Regions from separate parts of the Rattus norvegicus genome. Here region 2 is linked to region 1. A link is a contact called in public Hi-C data. All regions are on one chromosome and are shown on one strand. Each heading gives the region's core, a stretch centred on a gene start, on an enhancer-like site or on the middle of the called end of the contact. The rest is flanking DNA. Distances are from core to core; before and after follow the strand shown. Region 1 overlaps LOC120103069 (40S ribosomal protein S18-like). Region 2 holds the start of Rad23b (RAD23 homolog B, nucleotide excision repair protein).

What was found. Hi-C and Micro-C count contacts between places; a contact is called where the count stands out from the background.
Region 2: a Hi-C map of Schwann cells shows a contact between it and region 1, with 1.9 times the contacts expected there. The contact joins the promoter of Rad23b here to the enhancer-like site in region 1.

The regions. Positions count from the first base shown.
Region 1 is chr5:74,772,698-74,777,129 of GRCr8, reverse strand. All of the region lies in intron 1 of LOC120103069 (40S ribosomal protein S18-like), which reads left to right. Among named protein-coding and RNA genes, the nearest start is that of Trnal-aag10, 110 kb to the right of the region's middle. Within about 2 kb of position 2,024, at least 11 of the 93 cell types and tissues checked have an H3K27ac peak or open chromatin away from gene starts, as enhancers often do. A contact at or near this core is called in Schwann cells, where this site is marked.
Region 2 is chr5:74,883,654-74,887,921 of GRCr8, reverse strand. It overlaps Rad23b (RAD23 homolog B, nucleotide excision repair protein), which reads right to left and starts at 2,404. Exons shown (of 10, transcript NM_001025275.1): 1 at 2,047-2,404. The coding sequence starts at 2,112. All of the region lies in intron 1 of LOC120103069 (40S ribosomal protein S18-like), which reads left to right.

The sequences.
Region 1 (4,432 bases), core at 775-3,274:
TGTGAAGGGGAAGGACCTGTCCCAGAACCTTCAGAGGGGACAGCTTGGTTTTAGGTTCCAGGCTTCCAGAACTCTGAAAAAGCCCATTTACTGGAGGCGTGTGTGGCATTTTGGGGCTCCTCGTATTTAGTGAGCTCTATGAGGAATCTAGTCCGTCTTTCCTCCCTGACAGCTATCAGCCCAGGTCTGGAATGCTCCGGCAGTTCTCTGGCTGGTTTTCCTGCGTTTGCTAAATGGAATAGTACCAAGAGCTCATGACTCCAATGGATCCTGTGTTTATCTGGCTGACAACCAGAGAAAATTTTCTCCCTCATGACCCTATGACGAAGTTAGCTGGATCCTGGTTAAAAAAAAAGAAAGAGAAAAAGAAAAAGAAAAGTCACCTATGCCCTGAGCAAAGCTTTCATGCAAAGCTCTGGTGGAATACTAAAGGGACAATGTTTCGGAATGTGTCTGAGCTCACACGGCAAGAGACACAGGCCTATTTTTGCACCTGCTCCGCTAATAAATGAGAGCCTGTGTGGCAGAATTTTCTGTGGCACCTGCTTTCATTACGGCGCACAGGGACCCATGGCCTGACGACCTCTTCCATCTACATAGTGAATAACAAAATTGACTCAGGTCAGTTCTAGCCAAGAGGGTCATGGAAAGAAGTTCAGTTTTGGAATGAGACAAATTTGGGCTAAAATCCCAGCTGTATCTCTGACAGCCTGAGTCACCTACGATGTCCCTTCACACTGGTGACAATGATCCCTGCCCGCCTCACCAGGCTGTTGCTATAATTACGTGAGATCAAGCATGGAGAGCATTACAAGTGTTTGCTGTCATTCAGTGTCCGACTGGGCTCAGTCACACAGCTAAGAAGTAAGGAGCTGTCCGAGGTCTCACCCCTGAGGACAAGACCTTTCCCCCCAAGCAGAGAATGAGGGACTTGAACATTAATTAGGAATCCAGGGTGCAGGGTTATACGTACTTTCACATACATTCTCTTTCTTGATTTTTCACAGAAGCCTTTTGTTTTTAAAAATTCTTGTCCCCATTAAAAAATATAAGTGCATTTTGGAAATAGGGCTCAGAACAGGTACTGCTTGTTATTGTCTTTGAGGTAGTGGTTTCCCTGGGAGCTTCAAAACTCCCTCCCTCCTCTGTGCAAGGTACCTCCCAGACCTGTGAGTGTCTAAGCTGGGGCCCCCTTCAGAGCTTTAACCCTGACTGTGCTCTAGACTTTATAAGCCACTTTCTCTCAAATTGCAATGGTTTTTATTTTACTCCCTTGTGAGGAGAGCAGAGTCAATTTCCATTGTGCCTGTCCTGAAGGTAGGGAAAACCAAAGGTCAGAGAAAATTCTGCAAAGATTTGGACAAGAACTAGTGTGTGTGTGTGTGTGTGTGTGTGTGTGTGTGTGTGTGTGTGTACATGTGCTCACTCTATATCGATGCCCTCAGAGTGTCCTCTTCTGATCATAGTTGCACCTAAGAAAAGGTAGACTTGGAGACTTGGGTTTATGGAGAATTCATTACTAGCAAAAGAGAACCAGGTTCTGATGGCCGGCACCAGTGGCATCATCTGATCCCTGTATGCCTCTTCCAGACCATGCGTTCCCTGCCATCTAGAGCAGAGGCCAGAGGGTTTTCCATGTGTGCCTGTCATACCCATTTCATTCTGCCTCTGTTTTTCCATCTGCTCATGTAGGCTCTGTAGTTACGGGTTTGTCTCTGCCAAATGTTTCTGAGGTCTGGAATGGAGAGAGAGCAGCAGAGGCCAGAGCATTGATGCCATGGGAAAGTTGGCTTTTCCAAGGATCTTTCTCCTCCTCCCCAGGTTCTTGGGGGTTGGGGGTGTGTCAGTGGACAATTAAGACATAGCGCTGGACAACAGAAGCCTCTGACAGTCTCACGGATCAGCCTGGTACCTCCACTCCCAGCATTCATGGGCACACACAGTTCCTCCTGGGACAATGCCACCAAGTCATCTTGAACTGTGGAACCAGAGTACCCAACGTCATGAGAGAACACAGAGGCCTCTTTCTGGCTGGTGGTGTGATTTCAACAGAAAACCCTTCTCAGGCAGGAAGAAGCAATTCTCGCGCCGTGTCCCTAACAAAAGCTGACCTCTTCTTCAGTGGCACTACTGGGCAGGGCCAGAATCAAGCTGGGGTTATTTCCCCAGCATTGCCATAGTCATAGCAACAGCTTTGATTAATGCCATGGCCCATTAGAGAGATAATGTCAGCCCTAATCAGAAACGCCTCAAGTAGCTCTCTTTGCATTTTGGTAAATGGAGTAATCACATTACGGTTGGATGTGTCTGGGAGCTGATTGCTGTCTCGAAAGTCTGCCTGATTTTCCAGGTTAAGGGGTGTCAGGGGGCCTGAGCTGCAACTAATCATGGTGCATTGTTAGGAGTGTTGAGGGGAAAACAGAAGGCACAGAGACAGATGGGGAGGTTGCTGCCCTATCCTCCTCCTGGGTCAACAGGGGATCCCTGGACTGGTGGTCTATTGGCAGGGACTGCTTTCCTGAGGATGAGCTCAGTGTCGCAGAGATGGTGACCGTGCTGTGGATAAACACAAGGAAGGAGAGCACGGCCAGCAAGAGCAGGCAGGTGCCTCAGTTGGGCCCGGCTTCCCCTTCTCCTTCTGTATCAAACTGCTGCTGATGGACAGCCAGCCTCGGGTCATGCCACTGGGCTGGAAAACTGGCAGGAGAGTGCTCACTTTTGGCCTGGAGATAGGAAACGGCAGAGGTGACATGTGCCCCTTGTAATGAGTGTACACTTGCTCTGTCATACTAGTCCTTGGACTTTGGCAGGTTCTGCCTTGTGGGAGACTCCGTTGAAGCTTCAGACTTGAGGGGAAAGTCTCAATGCATCTTGGGACAGGATGACATCCCTTCCTCTCTCTGTTTGTTGCAGAGAAATCATGAGAAGGAGAGGTGACATCTCTGAAGCCTGCACTCTCATCCGGAATGGATGCTCAGTTCCATCTCTCAAGAGACCCTCCCTATACTGATACCTCTGTCTGCCTTCCAACCTGACTGCCTTTGTTTCTGCAGGTCTACAGGGTGACAGTAGCAATAAATCATAGCCACCCATATGGAGAGATTAAGAGGAGGACCCGAGGAAATATGCATTGAGCCCCTGGAGGCTATTTTCAGATGCTCCTGGGAGGCTTTTTTTTTTTTTTTTGGAAAGGAGTCACACAGTTAACTATTTATGACAGTTGGAAGGCAGAGCAGAAATAGAAGAGCAGTACTTGGTGTCCCCGCCAAGACTGAGAGGTAAAAATCTTCTCAGAGGTCTAAAGCCACTTCAGAGCCATTAAATTTACTGTCTGTTAGACAACATTTAATATCTAGGATAACATTTTATTTTGGGACCCAGCAATAATTTTTTCTTTTCTGTTTTAAAAATTATCTCAGGGCCTGCCAAGTTGATGAGATAGAACTGTTACAGGGTCACAATGCTACCCTGTGGCTCCATCCCCATGGACACAGATCCTTAGCCAGTGAAACTGAAGTTCACCTCAGAGCTTCAAGATCAAGGTCCCTGGTCAGGGTTGGGGTGTGGAAAGTTATGGTGGGGAGACCAAGGACAACAAATAGATAACACGTTATGACATCACGAATCAGCCAATCTCCGTTTTCCATTTGTCTCTGTTCCAGGCTAAATTTTATCTTAATGAATCAATATTCTTCCCAGGAAGATGTTGGAATAGACACATTAAAGGACCCAACATTACAGCTTGACCTCAGCTCTTACAGACTGGTGTTCTACTGACTTGGAGAGAATGGATTTCCCAGGCTGTTTCTCTAACAGCTTTGTAAAGCGCCACAATGACCTCCCCTGGAGACATGTCCTTGACCATCAGTGCTCATAAACACAGCTGATCAAGGGCTTGAAAAATAAATCAAATTGAAGATGTGGCACCTTGACACCCTCCCCCACCCACCCTAGCCAACAGCTTTAAGCTAAACGAGTGGGTCTCAACCTATGGGTCACAACCCCATTTAGGGGTCGAATATAATATATCTTCCACATCAGATATTTACATAACAATTCATAACAGTAGCAAGGTTACAGTTATGAAGTAGCAATGGAAATAATTTTACTGTTGGGGTGAACGGTATTAAAGGGTCAACAGCATTAGGAAGGTGGAGAACCATTGAGGTAAATGAACACAAGAGATTCCCAGGAAAATGAGTTAACATTGTGGTCACAGTTTCTACTGTTCCTGCTGGCACTCTCGCTAGCTGTCTAATCCCGGACCTGAGATGGATCCAGTCAGTGGCAAGATGTGCTGCAATCTTCACCCTCCCTCAGTCCTGTCTACTGGGTTTCCCAGGCCCACCATTCTGACGAGCCTGTTACCACCTCAGACAGACCCGTTATACACATAGATCTAATTTAGGTCTACGTAGATTGTCTTCTTGAT
Region 2 (4,268 bases), core at 1,155-3,654, 110 kb before region 1:
ACAATAAGGGAAGTCAGGAAGTCTTGGCTCAAAGATAATAACAGACATGTAGAGGGCCTAAAGTGAAGCACAAAGTTTATACGTATATACATATGTACATATTTCAGTAGTGTGAAGTTACTATACAACTCCAACACATTCACATATTAAAGAAATAAAGCAAAACGTGTTTCTCTGTGTTTTAGTGGTTCTGGGATAAGTTCATATTATAAGCCCAGAACTTACCATGATTTATCTCAGCATTTACCACCTGCAAGGGGCCAAATGCCAAGGAGGCATTTTACATATTTTGCATACCATCACTAAAGAGATGACTGCGCTATTCCTTCTCTAGGTGCTGGAGATGAGCTCAGGCTCTCACACGTGTCTGACACCCAGGCCTGCACTATCATCTTTCAGTGTACTATTCTGAACTATCTTAAGTAGTAAAAGAAAATGGTGGCATATTCCCTTAATCATACTCAGGAGGCAGAGGCAGACTGACCTCTGAGTTTGAGGCCAGCCAGGACTAGAGTTGAGTTCCAGGACAGCCAGGGATACACAGAAAAACCCTGTCTCAAAAACCTAAAGGAAGGAAGGAAGATGGAAGGAAGGAAGGAAGGAAGGAAGGAAGGGAGGGAGGGAGGGAGGGAGGGAGGAAGGAAGGAAGGAAGGAAGGAAGGAAAAAAAGAACTCAATTTACTGGGCTTCTGCCCACCAAGTGTTAACAACTGCTTCTGAGAAGACTGCAGAGTTCTCAAATAATTTTTTTTCTATATCTTTAAGAATTATCGCAGATGTCTGGAAAGTAACTAACTTCTTAGAAAATCATTTTGTGCCACACAATTTCAAAAAGGTCAGGGATTTTTGGCTTATTAAAGACTGAAGGAGACTTTAGAATAGTAGACAAGATAGATAAAACAGAACACCTTGTCTTCACACAAACATATTGATTAAATAGTAGGCCTCATTTAGGAACCAACCAAATGCCATTTAATCCTCACCATCTCAGATGATACTGTTCCCATTTCACAAAATCAAACAGGGTAATTTGTCCACATCGTAGTAAAGGAGTTACAGAGCCACAAATAGAATTCCAGTCTCAGGTCTATTTAATTAATACCACGTCCTGGTTCTTCAGCCAAAATTCAATCACAAATTCAGTCAGTCATAAAAAAATTAAGAAAAAAAAAAAAACCACCACAAATACGCAGTAATTGCTGGCTTACGACAATCTTAATTTAACATAGTGTCACAATTCCACGTGAGGAAATTAACACACATGGCATTTTTTAGATTGCTGACATAAAGTTGTATTAAAGTTAATATAGTAGACCTTTTTACAGGCAAAGCCGGAGACCACAGCATTAGAATTCATCACGTGAACTCGTTAAGTGAAGTCGGCTTTAACTGTAGATCATCGAGTTTTATATTTTTTTCCCTCCCTTCAAATACTACTATTCTGGGAGTCCGAGCGGCGTTCAGGTTCCCAAGACGACGGAGAAAACTCATTTAAATCCGGATCTGAAGGTTTCTAATGCAAAATTCTTCACCACCAACGTGGCCTCTGAGCGTAATCCACCTGTGGGTGTGGGTTCGGTGGCTGCGAGGGAAGGATCGTAAAAACTATCCAAAATAGACACAAATAAAAGGGTTCCTTCTGGGAGGCAAAAAAAAATTATTTTTTCCCCACCGTCTCTCTTGGCTACAGACAAAACTAAGCGCATTTAAGGCCCATCGTCTTGGGTAACCAGACCCTAGACCTCCGCACCTAGCCAGGTCGTAGGAGGGTGGTGGCGACGCCTGGGTCTCCCTCCCCCACCTGTGCACTTCAGGCCAGGCTCCAGCGCCCAGGCCGCCAGGCCTCCCCTCCCCCTCCGTCCCCACGACCACGCGCTCCGGGCCGCGGCCTCCAGTGCCCGCGCGAGCCGGTGCTGCTCCACGCCATCTGCCCCCAGGCCTTCCTCGTTGTCGGCCCACAAAGCCGGCAGTGACCTGACGCCCCTCTGGGGCCCTCCCGCGTCGCCCCGACCCAGGCCCGCGCTCCCCTAACCCTGCAGCGCATACCGTCTCCTCCGGGTCGATGTCGATCTTGAAGGTCTGCTGCTGAAGGGTCTTCAGGGTGACCTGCATGGTGCCTAAGCCGGGGCCTGGCCGCCCCGGGGTGGCCGCGATCCTCGCGCTCTCGGGAGGAAGGCGGTGGGGGTGGGGGCTTGTCACATTCGCCCGGAGTCGCGCTCACCCCGGGCCCCGCGTCCCCCGGCCGCGCCGCCGCTCCCGCGCCTTTCCCCGCAAGCTCGACCCGCGGTGCTTCCTCACGCGCCAGACACCGGGCCCGCAGGAGGCGCGAGGGACTCCCGGAGAGACGCAGAGAATCCGCTACCTCACCACAGGATGGTGGCCGCCATCACCGTGACTCGCCGAGACGTGCCCCCTCCCCCACCAGAAAAAACCCGGAGGATGGGGCCAGACTCGGGAGATCTGAGCAGGCGCAGGGTGCGGCGACGCAATGCGCAGGCGTGAACAGGAACTCCGCCCGGGAATTGGAGGCGGGGCGATGGGTGGTGCTGGAATATCGGCGGCGCGTCGCCGGCGTGCGCAGGCGCACTTCGCAAGCAGCGGCGCTCGCGCTGGCCTAGTCGGGTCCGCCGGCTTGCATTCGCTCCGCCTACATCCAGGCTCCGCCTAGCGGCGCGAGTTGCGCAATCCGTAGCCGGGGAACGGCTACGTGGAGACCCGGCTCAGTAGCAGCGGAGCAGTGAGAGGGCGGTGTAGAGGGCGGAGCCTTAGTGGAAGGATTGTCTAAGGCCCGCCCAAATGGGGCGCGCGTTGCCGGTCGAGCGTGTGTAATGCCAGTTCCTGATTCTGAGACAGGCTCCAGCAATGGACTGCTTGCTTGCGAGTCTTGGGTTCTCTCACTAGCCTCTGGACCTCCCACATGTAAAGAAAGGCGGATTTAAGGAGGCCTAGTTGTATCACGCCTTTCACTCCTTCGTTTTGCTGTCTCTGTTGAGGGGTAATTGTTGGTGGATATTAGGAAGTTGCCCTCAGTCTCATCCCAAGTGCTACTTTCCTTTGCATTTGGACCCTTCTAATCTTTGCTCAAATGTCGCCTTCTTGAACTCTATCCTGCCTACCCGACTTAACGTATCAGCTTCTTCGGATACGGTTATCCAGCTCCACTTTTCTCATAATATTTATCACCTTCTGATTACTACACAATGTGTGTGTTTAGTATGCGTGTCTTCTCTTCCTTTACCAACCCCCAGGCTGAAGCTACACAAAGGCATGCATTTTGTTTTGCCCATGGTGTACCCCCAAAGCCTGTAAAATAAGTCTAGCATGTTGTAGGTACAAAGGTTAATATTAGAAGGATGGGAGGACGTGCTTCTGGTTCCTTGGCAGTAAGAGTGAAATGTCACTCAGCTAGTTGGTGGTTGGAGAGAGTGGGATCATGCATGTAAGTCTTAGTGTCAGGAACACAAAGTTAAGTGCTTTGCTGTAGCAATATGTCCATTTACACAGAGATAAGACAGGGTGCAGAGGTGTCGGGTAATAAGCACCCAGCCACCACAATAGTAAGTGACACCTTGTGTGCTTGTCTGTATGCTGCCTCTTAATAATGCAGTGACCCTTGCTAGACTTACAAAGTGAGAATAAAAAGCAGTTACCATCAGACCACAGTGAGGACAATTACAACCTCTTTGAGCCAGCACCGTCAATGATTACAGTATCACTATTTGGATTTTCATGGTTCCAGAAGCTAGGATATAATTTTGTCATGGAACTTTCCCTGACCAAGTTCCCTCTCCACTGACAAGGTATGTCCCTGCACTATGATAAATTTTGAATTCTTTGCCTTTTGTCTTCCTGTGGAGCTAGTCTTAGTCACCAGGTGTCCTTAACTTTTGCCCTGAAAAACTGGCAGCTGGGATCTCTCCCTTTAGCTGTAGGGTCAGCCAAAGGCAAAAGCAGTTACTGTGTTCAATGTAACCAGATGCTGGGGGGAAAAAAAAAAAAAACCATGGGTAAAGGTAGCGATTGACTTCCTTGTGGACTTTCCCCCAAACCATTTCTCTCCTAGTCTTCCCTAACTCATGACATCTCCATCTCTCCAGGTACTCAGATCAAAACATAGTCATCCTCCTTAAGTCCCTTTCTTCCCTGGCTCCTGCTGCCTAGCCACCACATCCAAACCAGTGTCAAATCTTACCAATTTTACTCTACAATCTGTAACCTCAAGTTCAGCCACTTTTCTCCAATTTCTATGTCCACAACCATCATCAGTT